3 separate regions of the Danio rerio genome follow, and regions 1 and 3 are each linked to region 2. The links are chromatin contacts, called in public Micro-C maps. All regions are on one chromosome and are shown on one strand. Each heading gives the region's core, a stretch centred on a gene start, on an enhancer-like site or on the middle of the called end of the contact. The rest is flanking DNA. Distances are from core to core; before and after follow the strand shown. Region 1 holds the start of arhgap10 (Rho GTPase activating protein 10). Region 2 holds the start of fam193a (family with sequence similarity 193 member A). Region 3 overlaps arhgap10 (Rho GTPase activating protein 10).

What was found. A called contact is a pair of places that touch in the nucleus more often than the background predicts.
Region 1: a Micro-C map of caudal fin shows a contact between it and region 2, with 4 times the contacts expected there. The contact joins the promoter of arhgap10 here to the promoter of fam193a in region 2. A contact is called at or near these places in 2 of 18 Hi-C or Micro-C datasets (caudal fin and hematopoietic stem cells) and 1 of 4 datasets of contacts at active chromatin or transcription factors (embryo).
Region 3: a contact with region 2 is called in a Micro-C map of caudal fin, with 4 times the contacts expected there. The contact joins the enhancer-like site here to the promoter of fam193a in region 2. A contact is called at or near these places in 2 of 18 Hi-C or Micro-C datasets (caudal fin and hematopoietic stem cells) and 1 of 4 datasets of contacts at active chromatin or transcription factors (embryo).

What each region holds. Positions count from the first base shown.
Region 1 is chr1:39,892,921-39,897,078 of GRCz12tu, reverse strand. arhgap10 (Rho GTPase activating protein 10) reads right to left here and starts at 1,646. Exons shown (of 23, transcript NM_001045250.1): 1 at 1,215-1,646. The coding sequence starts at 1,368. It overlaps prmt9 (protein arginine methyltransferase 9), which reads left to right and starts at 1,575. Exons shown (of 13, transcript NM_001130767.1): 1 at 1,575-1,689; 2 at 2,839-3,041; 3 at 3,211-3,359. The coding sequence starts at 2,844.
Region 2 is chr1:40,405,053-40,409,455 of GRCz12tu, reverse strand. fam193a (family with sequence similarity 193 member A) reads right to left here and starts at 2,139. Exons shown (of 23, transcript NM_001328395.1): 1 at 1,831-2,139. The coding sequence starts at 1,974.
Region 3 is chr1:39,978,217-39,982,468 of GRCz12tu, reverse strand. It overlaps arhgap10 (Rho GTPase activating protein 10), which reads right to left. Exons shown (of 23, transcript NM_001045250.1): 18 at 2,033-2,192. Among named protein-coding and RNA genes, the nearest start is that of prmt9, 85 kb to the right of the region's middle. Within about 2 kb of position 1,933, at least 1 of the 62 cell types and tissues checked has an H3K27ac peak or open chromatin away from gene starts, as enhancers often do. A contact at or near this core is called in caudal fin, where this site is marked.

The DNA of each region.
Region 1 (4,158 bases), core at 397-2,896, 510 kb after region 2:
TTGATTTTGTTTCCAAAAGTGCTAGTTATTAATTTTCACTTCGAGATTTTTTAGGCTAAATTGCCCAGCCCTAATAATAATAATAATAATAATAATAATATCACAACACATAATAAAACAACACATACAAATTCGCTTGTCATTTGCTTGTCTAATAATTTCTTGAAGGAATCTTGAGTTAACTAAATAACCTAAGATTCTAGCAATGGTCAAATTATCAGAGAAGTGTGTTATTACTGGTTGCTGGTTTTTGTTTTATGTTTCCTACACTTTAAGCCAAGTAAAACTAAGCTAACCAGGCCATCATTATGATGTGGGCAGTGGTTGTGTGGGCATATGCATCATGATTCTTCAGGCCTGCACATCTTAATTTAGCCATACAGTAGACCATAATCTGGGAACTGTGAAACAATTCGAAAAAGAAAAAGAGAAACGAAACACCCAATATAAAATAAACATGCCGCAAGTCATCTTTTTCTCATTTGCAAAAATACGTCATGCTATCAGAACAAATACTCATAGTAAAGATAAGTCAAACCAGACCCTAATAATTCAAACAAGTCCAAAAATGGTCTGAACATCCAAGACATAAAACACAGGTTTATTTTTAGCCTTTTTTTCCTGCTCGCTTCTAAACTCTCGGAAAAAAGCCGACATGAATAAATCCACACACAGGCCAATAGTCATGAAATGTTTACAATAGGCCAAACACGTGGAGGTGAAGAAGAGGGTCACATGACAAAGGTGATAAGCCTCATAAGAAACATACAGAACTGCTGATTTGACTTGAGAAAGCTTATACTGCCTTTTAAAACAGCTGACTTGAGTGCTGCAAAGATCCTTAATGCAAACTGATCAAAATGCAAACTTGAAACACCTGACGATTTGCACATAATTAGTGTGAATCATAACACACACAAAAAAAAACGGGTGAGGTCAGCAAGTGTTATGCCACGCAAGCTCATTTTATATACACCAAATGAACGGTGTGCTTTTTTAACCTAGCAGTTTTTTAACCTCTCGAGTAGTGGAAACAGTAATGACATGGTGATGACCTTGACCAAACACACAAAAACGTCCTGATTGGAGTTGTTGATATTAAATTACACTTGTATAACATGAATAAAACATTGACTAAATGGAAAATTGTCTCTTCATTTGATACACAATTCTTTATGGATTTTAAAGCAGAGCCAAAATGACAGGACACTTACGTTTGGTGGCATTGATGAGATTCTTTCCATCTTTGTACAACTCTTTGATGAATCTGCCTGTTTTTTCCAGCTCTGCTTCATGAGCTTTGATTTTGTCCCTGAAAGCAGGACTGTCCAGGTAACATTCACTGAACTCCAACGGGTGTAAACCCATTTTTACTGGACTCAGCTAGTTTAAAGACTAGCTAGCGTTTAAATCCCGTTACAAAGAGACCAGCGAATGAATAAATACAAAAAATGGTCAAATCAAGAAGCTGAATAAAAAGGCTGTTGTTAAAAAGTCGTTTCTAACGCGTGCTCGTGTATTTTAGGAAGACTAACGTTAAACGCGTCGGGACTCCTCTTGGGAATGGAACTCTTTCCAAAGGCGCACGAGTAAACTTAGTCCTGGCTGGATTAAGTAAATCCCGGGTTTAAACTCGTGTATGATAAGATAAAACAGCTCTGGGCTACACCGATATCGCTTGAAATAGAGGTAATAATATCCAGTGTGGTTTTTGGTCCGCGAATGACAGTCGAGCGCGAGTCTCCTCCCGCGTGCAGGACTCCGGGGCTTTTTCTGCCATCACGTCATCACGCTTGGCTCTCTGGAAAATCGGGATTTTTTTGAGGGGGAACAACGGAGTGTGGGCAGTGATGCTATGGGAATTTACACATATAGCTTATGTAGTCATGTAAATCACTCAGGATAATTCTATTTTTGTTTTCTACGTAAATATTTTAATAAGACAAGACGAGTGGCTTTATCGGAGTCAGTAGAGTGTGAAAATGATATGTGGAACTCTAAAATAGCGGATGTTGTTTCCGTCGGCGTGTTTAAACGGAACGGACCTGCAGTGCAGTGCAGAAGCAGAGCTTTAGGAGAAAAGCTGTTTTATTATTATATATATAGAGATATTTGAAATATGTTTAAAGCGCAGTTTAGAGTGTAAATCCAGCGACAGGTTGGAGTCGCTTGAATTCTGAAAACTAGCAAGCGGAAACAGGTAAAATAAGCTGTAAATCAACGTTATCTCCTTAATAAAAATAGAAAATATTGAAAGAGTGATGGTGGATGAAATATAAAATTATGCATGTTAAATGGAAAATGCAACAATTCTGGTTTCGTATTTCTACAATATTTGATGTAGTGGTTTTATTCTGCTGCATGGAAACGTTTTTTTTTTCATATAAACTATTAATGAAAGGCAATTCTTAATTAAAAACGAGTCATTTTCAGATCGTTGTTTGGTCACATATAAGTTACTTTACAGAACTACTTACTCCAGTATACCTAAACTGACACAAATGGAACAAACACAAATGGAAAAACTAAAAAGAAAGTTCATAAACAATAAATAAGCAGTGATGAACTTTGTTTATTTATTTATTGAACTTTTTTTCAGAAATCAATTCTTAAGATATTTTTGATTAGGTAGATGTATATTGATTTAAGAATGTTTGGGAAGTTATAATAGACATGGCAAAAATACTTTTGATATTTTAAATTATTTGACTATTTACTTATTAATTGAAGTTTATTTTTCATTATTTATTTATTTATCATTATTGTTATTATTAATATTTGCAATGCATTTTTTTTCAATTAACCAGTTGTTTGTGATCTTGATTTTGTCCTTCACAGAAGAGATGCCTAATGCCACTACAAGACCAAAGAGAACGAGGCGTCATAGACGAGCTCAGAGGGAAGATGCTGCAAGAAATGAGCTGGTGTCAAGATCCTTGGAAAGTGCTCAGCAGTGTCTGTTCAGTGAGGACTATGGCACTGCTTTTGTTCACTATCTGTTAGTTCTCAACCTTGCTCCAGCTTTGAAAGACTTTGCTAATGTAACTTTTTTTTTCTTCCATCCCTCCTTAATTATTTAATCACTGTTTAATTTCTGATCAGTCTGTGGAGTACAGAAATGTGGAGTTTAGTGATTTATTTTTGATATAGATTCAAACATTTTTTTAAAGTTTTTTTAACGCTTTTTTTTTTTTTTTTTTGTATTTACAGGAGTCATTTAGATTTACCTTGTTTAAATGGGCAGAAGAGCTGGACTCTCTTGGACGTATCCAGGACCTCTTTGATTGCTATGAACAAGCTATGGAATTGTTTCCTGTAGATGAGATTATAGTGAACAGCATGGGAGAGCACCTCTTCAGGTTTTGTTTATTTTTATTCATTTATTTATTGCCTGGTCTTGCTCTTGTTGTTTAGTGGTTTTAAGATAACAAATATATATATATATATATATACATTATAAAAAAATATATTATTTATTTATTTTTTTTTTTTTACAAATTGTACTTGCATATCTATAATTAGTGTATAAAGTAAACACTTTGGTTCAAAGATTTATGGTTAATATTACATTTTGTTTCTTACAGGAGTGTATTTATTTGATCACAAATACAGACATATTAAATAATATTTTGCTATTTTAAATAGCTGTTTTCTATTAAAATACGTTTAAATAATAAAAATCTATATTTTAAATATAATATAAATGTAATAATATTATAATAATATTATTAAATAATATTCATGTGAATGCAAAGCTACATTTTTAGTTTTCAGTAGTCATCACTCATTACAGTATTCAGTATCATCTCTCTTCAGAAATCCTTGCACATATACAGTCAAAGCAAAAAATATTAGCCCTCGTATTGGTAATGACATTTCACACTATTTCCTTTTATATATCTATTTTATTTTTGGGGAAAGCCTTATTTCTTTTCGCTTTTCAGCTCAAATACAAAAAAAATCTATTTTTAATCATTATATATAAATTAATTACATATATATATATATATATATATATATATATATATATATATATATATATATATATATATATATATATATATATATATATATATATAATTGACCACAGAACAAACCATTATTGAGCAATAACTCATCTTATTAACCTAACTTGCCAAGTTAGCTAAAGTAACCCAG
Region 2 (4,403 bases), core at 890-3,389:
TGTTGTAAATACTACTCAAATATGAGTAAAAAGTAAATCTTTCAAAAGTACTCAAGAGTAGTGAGTAGCGAGTATTACGCTGTAGAATGCTGATGCATTTACATCTATTTTGTGGATTTGTGTAAACGTAACATTCTGTAGTGCATTTAGTTATTGCCCACCAGGCACACAATGCCATAAGATGCTAATATTTGGATAGATTTAGGTCATGACTTCAGGTGACAAAAATTCAGTGTCTAGCCAGCGTCTAATTGCACGTTCACACCGAAGGCAGTGAGAGCATCAAAGGTCGCTCTGGCCGCCCTGGCGACAACACTGTCTGCTATAGTTTATTATTACTATAGCTCATTACCATAAAATTTGCTTTATTTCAACTCTCCCCGACGCCCACATTGGCGAAGACGCACGACACTGCTCCTCAATGCCAGCTCCCATTGAAAATTAATGACTTTCAGCTACTTTGACGTTCCTGCTACTTTCGGTGTGAACGTATAGTAAGTACAATGTTATTTTGATGTCCAATAACAACGTCAAATTATGATGGTTTTTGGTTGATTTTAAATTGTGTTAGAAAGTGACCAAAGTCCAACGTTAAGCCAACATCTTAAACCAACATCCTATTGATTTGAAATACTGACATTTATTTGTCAGGTATGGCAACCAAAATGCAACATCGGATGAATGTCAGTGGTAACGTCCACACAAGTTTTAACATCATTAGACATTGATATTTGTTTGATTTTAAATTGGACGTTTTTTAATCGCCATAGACAAAAAAAATTTGTTAGTGACTGCAGTTTGAAGGAAAGTAATGGAATAAAAGTACCGATACAGCACTAAAGATGTACTCAAAGGAAATTAAAAGTACACGTTTTTAATACTACTAAGTAAATTATAATTCTTAAGAAAAACTACTTAATTACAGTAATTTGAGTATTCTTAATTTGTTCCTTTACACTACTGTATATTACTGAATATCATCAGCACATGTCTATATAAAGTAAGAGCTAACTCAGCTAAGTGACATTACATAATATCACATTTATTTCCAAAGGACAAACTTTGCACAAGCCTCAACTAAAAACCACTGACAGGCGTATAAAAGGGTTTGTTGACATTTACGCTGATTATTTTGAAGCACTTCCGGTTTGTTCATACCTGACACCACTACTGGAGTTCAGAAGGGCAGTTGTTGCATTAATAAATGACAGAATAAATAAGTAAATACATAAATGTTTTAGAATACATAATAAGTCTGACATTTCCTTTTAGAAAAACAAATGAATGAGCACTTGCAATGAGAACCATTTGATCGTAAATGGCAAAACACATGGTGGGATTTAGCATTAGGTCTTTTTACCTGTTATCTACAGTGGAAAGCAGTTCATGAACAGTGACACTTTCGGTTAAAAGGCTATATTTATTGCTACTTTTTTTCCATTAAGTAAGGATGATAACATCATAAACATTCAAATAACGTTACATCTGTAAACACTTCAGCTTACAGCATATAGCGCTTGTCAAGTTAGCTTCACAACACTTCTAGTGACACAAAATTTATTCAAACTTCCACATACACTGCACGAAAACCCTCTGAACATCCTTTCCGCACGTCTCTACAGTTTTCCTCCCATGTTTCTGTGATCAGACCAGGAACTGTTTAAGATTAAAGCTCCAGATCAGAGGAGCTCAGCTCGGGCTCCATGTAAACGTGAGATCAGCTCCAGTAGCTCTCCTAGGCCTGCATTAACAAGAATTGTGAACTAAACTACACTGTAGTCAAACTCTGATGCACTATTAACCGCCCCGCATGCCCAAGTCGCGGCTCACCTCTCCGTTGAGGCTGGGGATGGTGCTCGGGTCTCCGTGTGCACTGCTGCTGGAGGGTGTTGGCGGAGCTCCGGCCTTCCCTGCGCCGCCGCCCCGCTTATTCTTCCTGCGCTTCGCTCCGCGTTTGGCGTCTGTAGGACTCATTTCCAGCCCACGAAAATCCCCGACAGCGTTCCGTCAGTAAACCGCGGGGTCTCGGGTGCAATGCCAGGCTCTGGCGCTGCTGATACGGTTAAAATGTAGCTGTTTTGAGAGATATAATCTAAGAGCCTGCCGACCTGCTCACAGTATAGCAGACTTCAAATTCCAATATGGCCGACTCAACAGGAATTGGCCAATGGCGTTTACGACATGACGCAATGGGGTGCGCTTGGGGCTTGTGGGTATTCGAGTCACAAGAAAACGCAAACAAGGTTTGTTTACATGTTGTGTGTTGGTGCTCGGTGAATGTGGTTGTTAAAAAATGCAAGTCCTTAAGGAATTGTGTATGAAAATATAAATATAATTTCTGTGTAATCGAAAGAAGCTCTTTATCAATCATTTAAATTATTTTATTTCCCATCCAGCTTTTGAGTTTTACAGTTGTTGTTTTTGTTTTTCTAATTCTTATTTTATGATTTTATGGTATAGTAAATATGTATTTTATCTATTTTGCCTATTTATTTTTTGTTATTTTCCAATCGCCATAGTCGGAAATATCATTAGATGGCGCCATTTTACGTTGATATAACAGTATATGAGGCTATTCTGCAGTTATTATACAAAATAGTTGACTGCTCAATTCACTCAGGCTATTTATAAAATGAATGTGGTGTTTGTTAGAGATATTTCTGGCTTCTCTCAGCTTCCTCACCTGTGATCCATGGGTCAAATTTCCCCCATACTAAAGCCCATTAAAAATTCATGAATTTTTGATTGTGGTGCAGCAAATGCTACTGTACGTGTAGTTTCTTTTATTCTTTGTTACTAGAGTTTATAACGTAAATATGTTTTTAGAAAATAAGCGTTAAATAACATAAAGAGTAATTAATAATAATAACTAATACGAAACTAGTAATAACACATTCCACCAAATAGGTGCCTTTTCTTAATATGTATTATGCAAGAAAAAAAACTCAAACACACGTTATTGATAAGAAAAGTGTACTTTATGCTGCCCAAACAACAAATTTAATCTTTAACATTTAAAAGATTGATTAAAAACTACCTAAAACACTGAAAATGTACGTTTGATTTTTTTTTACATTTTACTGTAAAATATAATCATTAAAATCTTAGATTATTATTATTTTTTTTGCATTATGTATCTTATCTTTGCCTCAAATACATGTATTAATATATATATTATATTATTCGCAAACTGTGCGAAGCTTCTGGAATTTTAATGGACAACCATGTAGGTTCTACAGAGACGAGAGAGAGAGAGAGAGATAGAGAGAGATAGAGAGAGAGAGAGAGAGAGAGAGAGAGAGAGAGAGAAAGAAGAGAGAGAGAGAGAGCTTCAAAAGAGTGGCAATTCTATGAGCAAAGATTCCTTGTAGATGCCAGAAGTAAGATGAGAATGTCCAGATTGGTTCAAACTGATAAAAAGGCAAATGTAAAGGAGAACTCATTACAACCAAGGGCTGCTAAAGCGCAACACAGAATGCACAAAACATCTAACATTGAAGCAGATGTGCAACAACAGCAGAAGAGAAGCAACCCTGTCTGCTAAAACTGAAGCTACAATTCACACATGCAAAAGATGGTTGAGAGAAGGTTACAGGGTTTGAAGAATACTGGTTTCTTCTGCAACATTGGGAGATTAGGGTAAAAATTGGGTGTTAATACAAAAAGCATGAATCCAACCTGCATCTGTGGTTCAGGCTTGTGCTGCTGGTGAAATGGTGTGTAGATTTTTTTTAATAGATTCTGGATGCAGCCTTTATGATGCAAGCTGACATTGCATCACTCAGCGATGCAATGTCAGACACAATGGAGTGAGTGACATCACTGTGTGGGTTAGGGTTAGGGTTAGGGGTGGGGTTAGGTAAGTCCATTAAAAAATATTGGATGCAGCTCAGATTGCACTGCACCAGGTCTGCATCCAGACCCCTCTCAATTCTTTAGGCCTCTTATCCACGTGAAACTGTTGTGGCAATTCTGTAACTATGGTTAAACAAGAACTGTAACATGGCCAAAATTTCAACAACTGTAAAAATGCTACAGTAAAATATGTTAGCGGTTAACAGTGTTTCCTTAATATATCTGGTCAATAACTGTAATTTAAATTTTACTGAATTCTCTGCATGACATTTTATCCTTTTTTTGCTGACATTATTATGGCTCTTTTTTCTTATCGGTTATGTGTTTATCTGATTTTGATAATACTTTTTCATTGCTTTAATTTTAAGTGTTGCATGGTGTTTAGTTGTGTGACCTTCTATACATTAGTATGTCTCTCTGCTTGTGATGATTCATCATGTGCATTCTCATCACCACATGCTGGTTTTGCCTGTTTAACAATGTGTAGATGTTAGTACTTCAAAACCATGGTGTATAACGCTGTTATATATAGAAATACGTTAGATTAC
Region 3 (4,252 bases), core at 684-3,183, 430 kb after region 2:
TACACAACTAAGAGCAACAATGAATAAGTGCTATAGGCAAGTTTCAGGTCTGTAAAGTCTAAGAAGGGAAGTATTAGTAGTATTAGGAATTTTTTTTTTTTTTTTGGGTACAGTTAGTGTGATATTCAGAGAGGCAATTGCAGATTAGGAAGTGAAGTGGAGACTAAATAGTTGAGTTTTTAGTCGTTTCTTGAAAGTAGCGATTGACTCAGTGAGCGTGAGCGTTTGCGAAAGTGATTTCTTCCCTCTTTGGGATGGAACCACGAGGCGACGTTCATTCACAGAACGCAAGTTTCTGGAGGGCACATAGATCTGCAGAAGTGAGAGCAGATAAGAAGGAGCAAGACCAGAAGTCACTTTGTAGGCAAACATCAGAGCTTTGAATTTGATGGGAGCAGCAACTGGCAGCCAGTGCAAACGGACTAGCAGCGAAGTGACATGTGCTCGTTTAGGTTCATTGAAGACCACTCGTGCTGCTGCATTCTGGAGCAGTTGAAGAGGCATGATAGAGTTAGCTGGAAGCCCAGCTATTCAAACTTTAATAATAATAATAATAATAATAATAATAATAATAATAATACTAAAACATTTTAATAGTAATATTAAAAATATATATAATAATAATGGTAAGCAAAATTGTCCATAGTGTATGTATGTCTGCGAATGAGTGTGTATGGGTTTCCCAGTGATGAGTTGCGGTTGAAAGGGTATCTGCTGCGTAAAAAATAAATGCTGGATTCTGCTGTGGCAACCCCAGATTAATAAAGGGAATAAGCCGAAAAGAAAATGAATGAATGAATGAATGAATGAATGAATGAATGAATGCATAAATAATAACTTAAAATGAACAAATTATAATAAACAAATAAAATAAAACAAAACTTTTAATAATATTAATAATAATAATAATAATAATAATAATAATAGTAATAATAATACTACTACTAATAATAATACAATTCAAAACTTAAACAAACAAACAAATAATAATAATAAACTAATAAAATAAACCAAAGCGTCAAATAATAATAATAATAATAATAATAATAATAATAATAATAATAATAATAATAATAATAATAATAGTAATAATAATAATAAAACAAAGCTTAAACTTTAAAAAAAAATAATAGTAATAATGAACAAATAAAATGAAAAAATGTAACAATAACATAATAAAACAAATCGGTTAATAATAACAACAATAATAATAATAGCGATAATAATGAGAATAATAAACAAATAAATTAATATTCAACAAAACTTTGATTAATAATAGTTTTAATAAAGCAAAACCTTAAAATAAAATAATAATACACAAATAAAATAACAAAACTTTTAATAATAGTAATATTATTATTAGTAATAATAATAATAATAATAATAATAATAATAATAATAAATAAATATAATAATAAAACGTTTTTTAAACAACAACAACAACAACAATAATAATAATAATAATAATAATAATAATGTTATTATTATTATTGAACATTTTGTTTTATTATATTACTGTTACATTTTTTATTTATTATTATTAAATAAACAACTTTAGGCAACCCTAAAAAAATTTGCAAAGATCTAATCAGCCAAAGTGACTAATAGATGCCAGTGTTTATTTTGAAAGCTGAACTGAAATATGATAATCTGTCACAACATTGCACATAGTATGAAAGCAATTCATCACCCCGTTTCAGATGTAGGCTAAATAATTCAGAGATTATGAAGTAATCCCACTCTTTTTGCCTTTGTCCCTCAGAATGAACCCCATTTAAGGATTAACCAGATTACTGTTACTAAAGCTGATTAAGTCAGTGTTTTAACCTGTATTTTAGTCAAATGAGAATGTTGCTCCAACTGTATTTGAGCCATCAGAAAGAGAAGCCAACTAAATAGCGGCCAGTCAAAAAACACATAGCTCCCCCTGCTGGCTGCAGATAAAAGTACTTCAACTTTAGTATAGCATAACGTTAGAGAGTTTGAAAATCAATAAATAAAACTCACTCATTATGTGTAACTTGTCGCTCACCTTTTCATGCTGTTCTATGAGAATTTCCACCACAATGTTCTGGAACTTGAGGTCCATTATGGCTGCAACGGTTTCTTCCTGTGGCCTCATGAGTGTGGGGCCAAACACTACACCTAGATTCGCCACCGTCATCAGGTTCTGTTTGCTGTTGGCAGCAACACTACACACACAAACACACAAAGAAAAGCAGAAATTAAATTAAACAATAATCACGATAAATATAAGAAAAGAACTGACTCGCATTTTATAAACAATTGAGTTTGATAGGGTGTTTTGATTCTGACAGTAAATGCAGTTTGCCTCCAATTATAAAGTATAAACACAATCTTCAATCTCACTGCCAATGATCACTGCCTAATTCACTCTAGCTGTAATATTTATAGACATTACAAAATGAGAGAGAGAGAGAGGTTGATTTATGACATAAATAACTTACATTAGGGAGGAGAAGGTTGGCAGAAAAATCTAAAACTTGATTTGTCTCAAGATTTCCTATCTTTTTTTTATTCCTGTTAATATGTTTCCTAATTTAAAGGGTAAATTGAAAACCTGCATGATGAATGACTCAAATGGAAAAAATAATGAAAAAAAAAAGATGATGGTGAATGCATTTTTTCTATATGTATATATATATATATATATATATATATATATATATATATATATATATATATATATATATATATATATATATATATATATATATATATATATATGTAATTGATTGATTAGGGCTGTGCGATTTAGTGAAAATATCTACTTGCAATTTTTTGGACAGATATTGTGGTTTCGAGTTGATTTGCGAGTCAAGCTTTAGCTCAATAATCTGTATCGTGGCTTCTTACTGCTAAAATTCAATTTTACATTTATTCAAATTAAATTATAAATATTCAGATATTAAACAAATAATCTTACCTAACCTTTCTTGTAAACAAGTTGAACTCAAACGAGGGAGATAGTGTAGCTTTTTATAAAAACAAAATAAAAACAATAATTTTATAAAAATAAAGAACACTCAGCAAACTAACATGGCTGAAACAACCAATTGTACTTTGAAACTGTATTTTGTTTTTGCCTGCTACTAGATTAAGTGTCCCTGGCAATACATTCAATTGACTTTTTAGCTTTTTAGATGCTGGTTGTTGTATTTTATCGTACTGTGGCAACAAGTCTATGACACTTTTACAAATTATCTGGGTTTTTTTTTTTTTTTTTTTTTTGGTGTCTGTGACTTTGAAACTAAAATATTCTCATATTACAAATGTCCTGTTTTTAAAGTGCTATTAAAGCTTAAGAAGCAGCAAACGGCCCACTTGTCCGCGCTTTCCTGATTGTTTGTTTTTTATTGTGGGTGTTCCGCATGCAGTTGTGCAATTCTGATTGGGCAGAATGCAAGTGTGATCACTCAATTGGCTAGTAAGACTATCACACACAGACAGCAGTCTCGCAACACATCTGAAGCAATGCACATCTAGATTGAAGTCAATAAATTGAAGTCAATAAGTAATTTTTTTAATACCGATAAAATACTAAATTTTTCAGCAAAGGCACAATAAACTGATTAACATTTACTGTAGATATATTATATATTCATAATGTTTCCTTTTTTATTATAGTAAATTTTGGTGATTCTTACGCAAAAAATATCACCAATATTTTTACTATTATTGTAGGATCATGGGTGCTCCTAAACTAATTTAACTTTGCTATCACAGGACATACTTAAATACATGTTTGAAACTACATCTGCCATGATGGTGGCGCAGTGGGTAGCACGATCGCCTTGCAGCAAGAAAGTCGCTGGCTTGAACCTCGGCTGGGTCAGTTTTCATTTCTGTGTGGAGTTTGCATGTTCTCCCCATGTTTGCATGGGTTTCCTCTGGGTGCTCTGATTTCCCCCCACAAATCCAAAGGCATGCACTATAGATGAATTGAATAAGCTAAATTGGCCGTAGTGTATGTCTGAATGAGTGTGTATGGATGTTTTCCAGTGATGAGTTGCAGCTGGAAGGGCATTCACTGTGTAAAGCATATGCTGCATAAGTTGGCAGCTCATTCTGCTGTGGCAACCCCTGATAAAGATACTAAGCCGAAAAGAAAATGAATAAATGAAAACAAAATCTGAGCATTTTAAAAAGCGGTAACAACTCTTTTATTCATTTAAGAGCAAACTTCAGATCTAGAGATGCCAGTGTAGCACTAAAAGCTGCACTCTGAAAT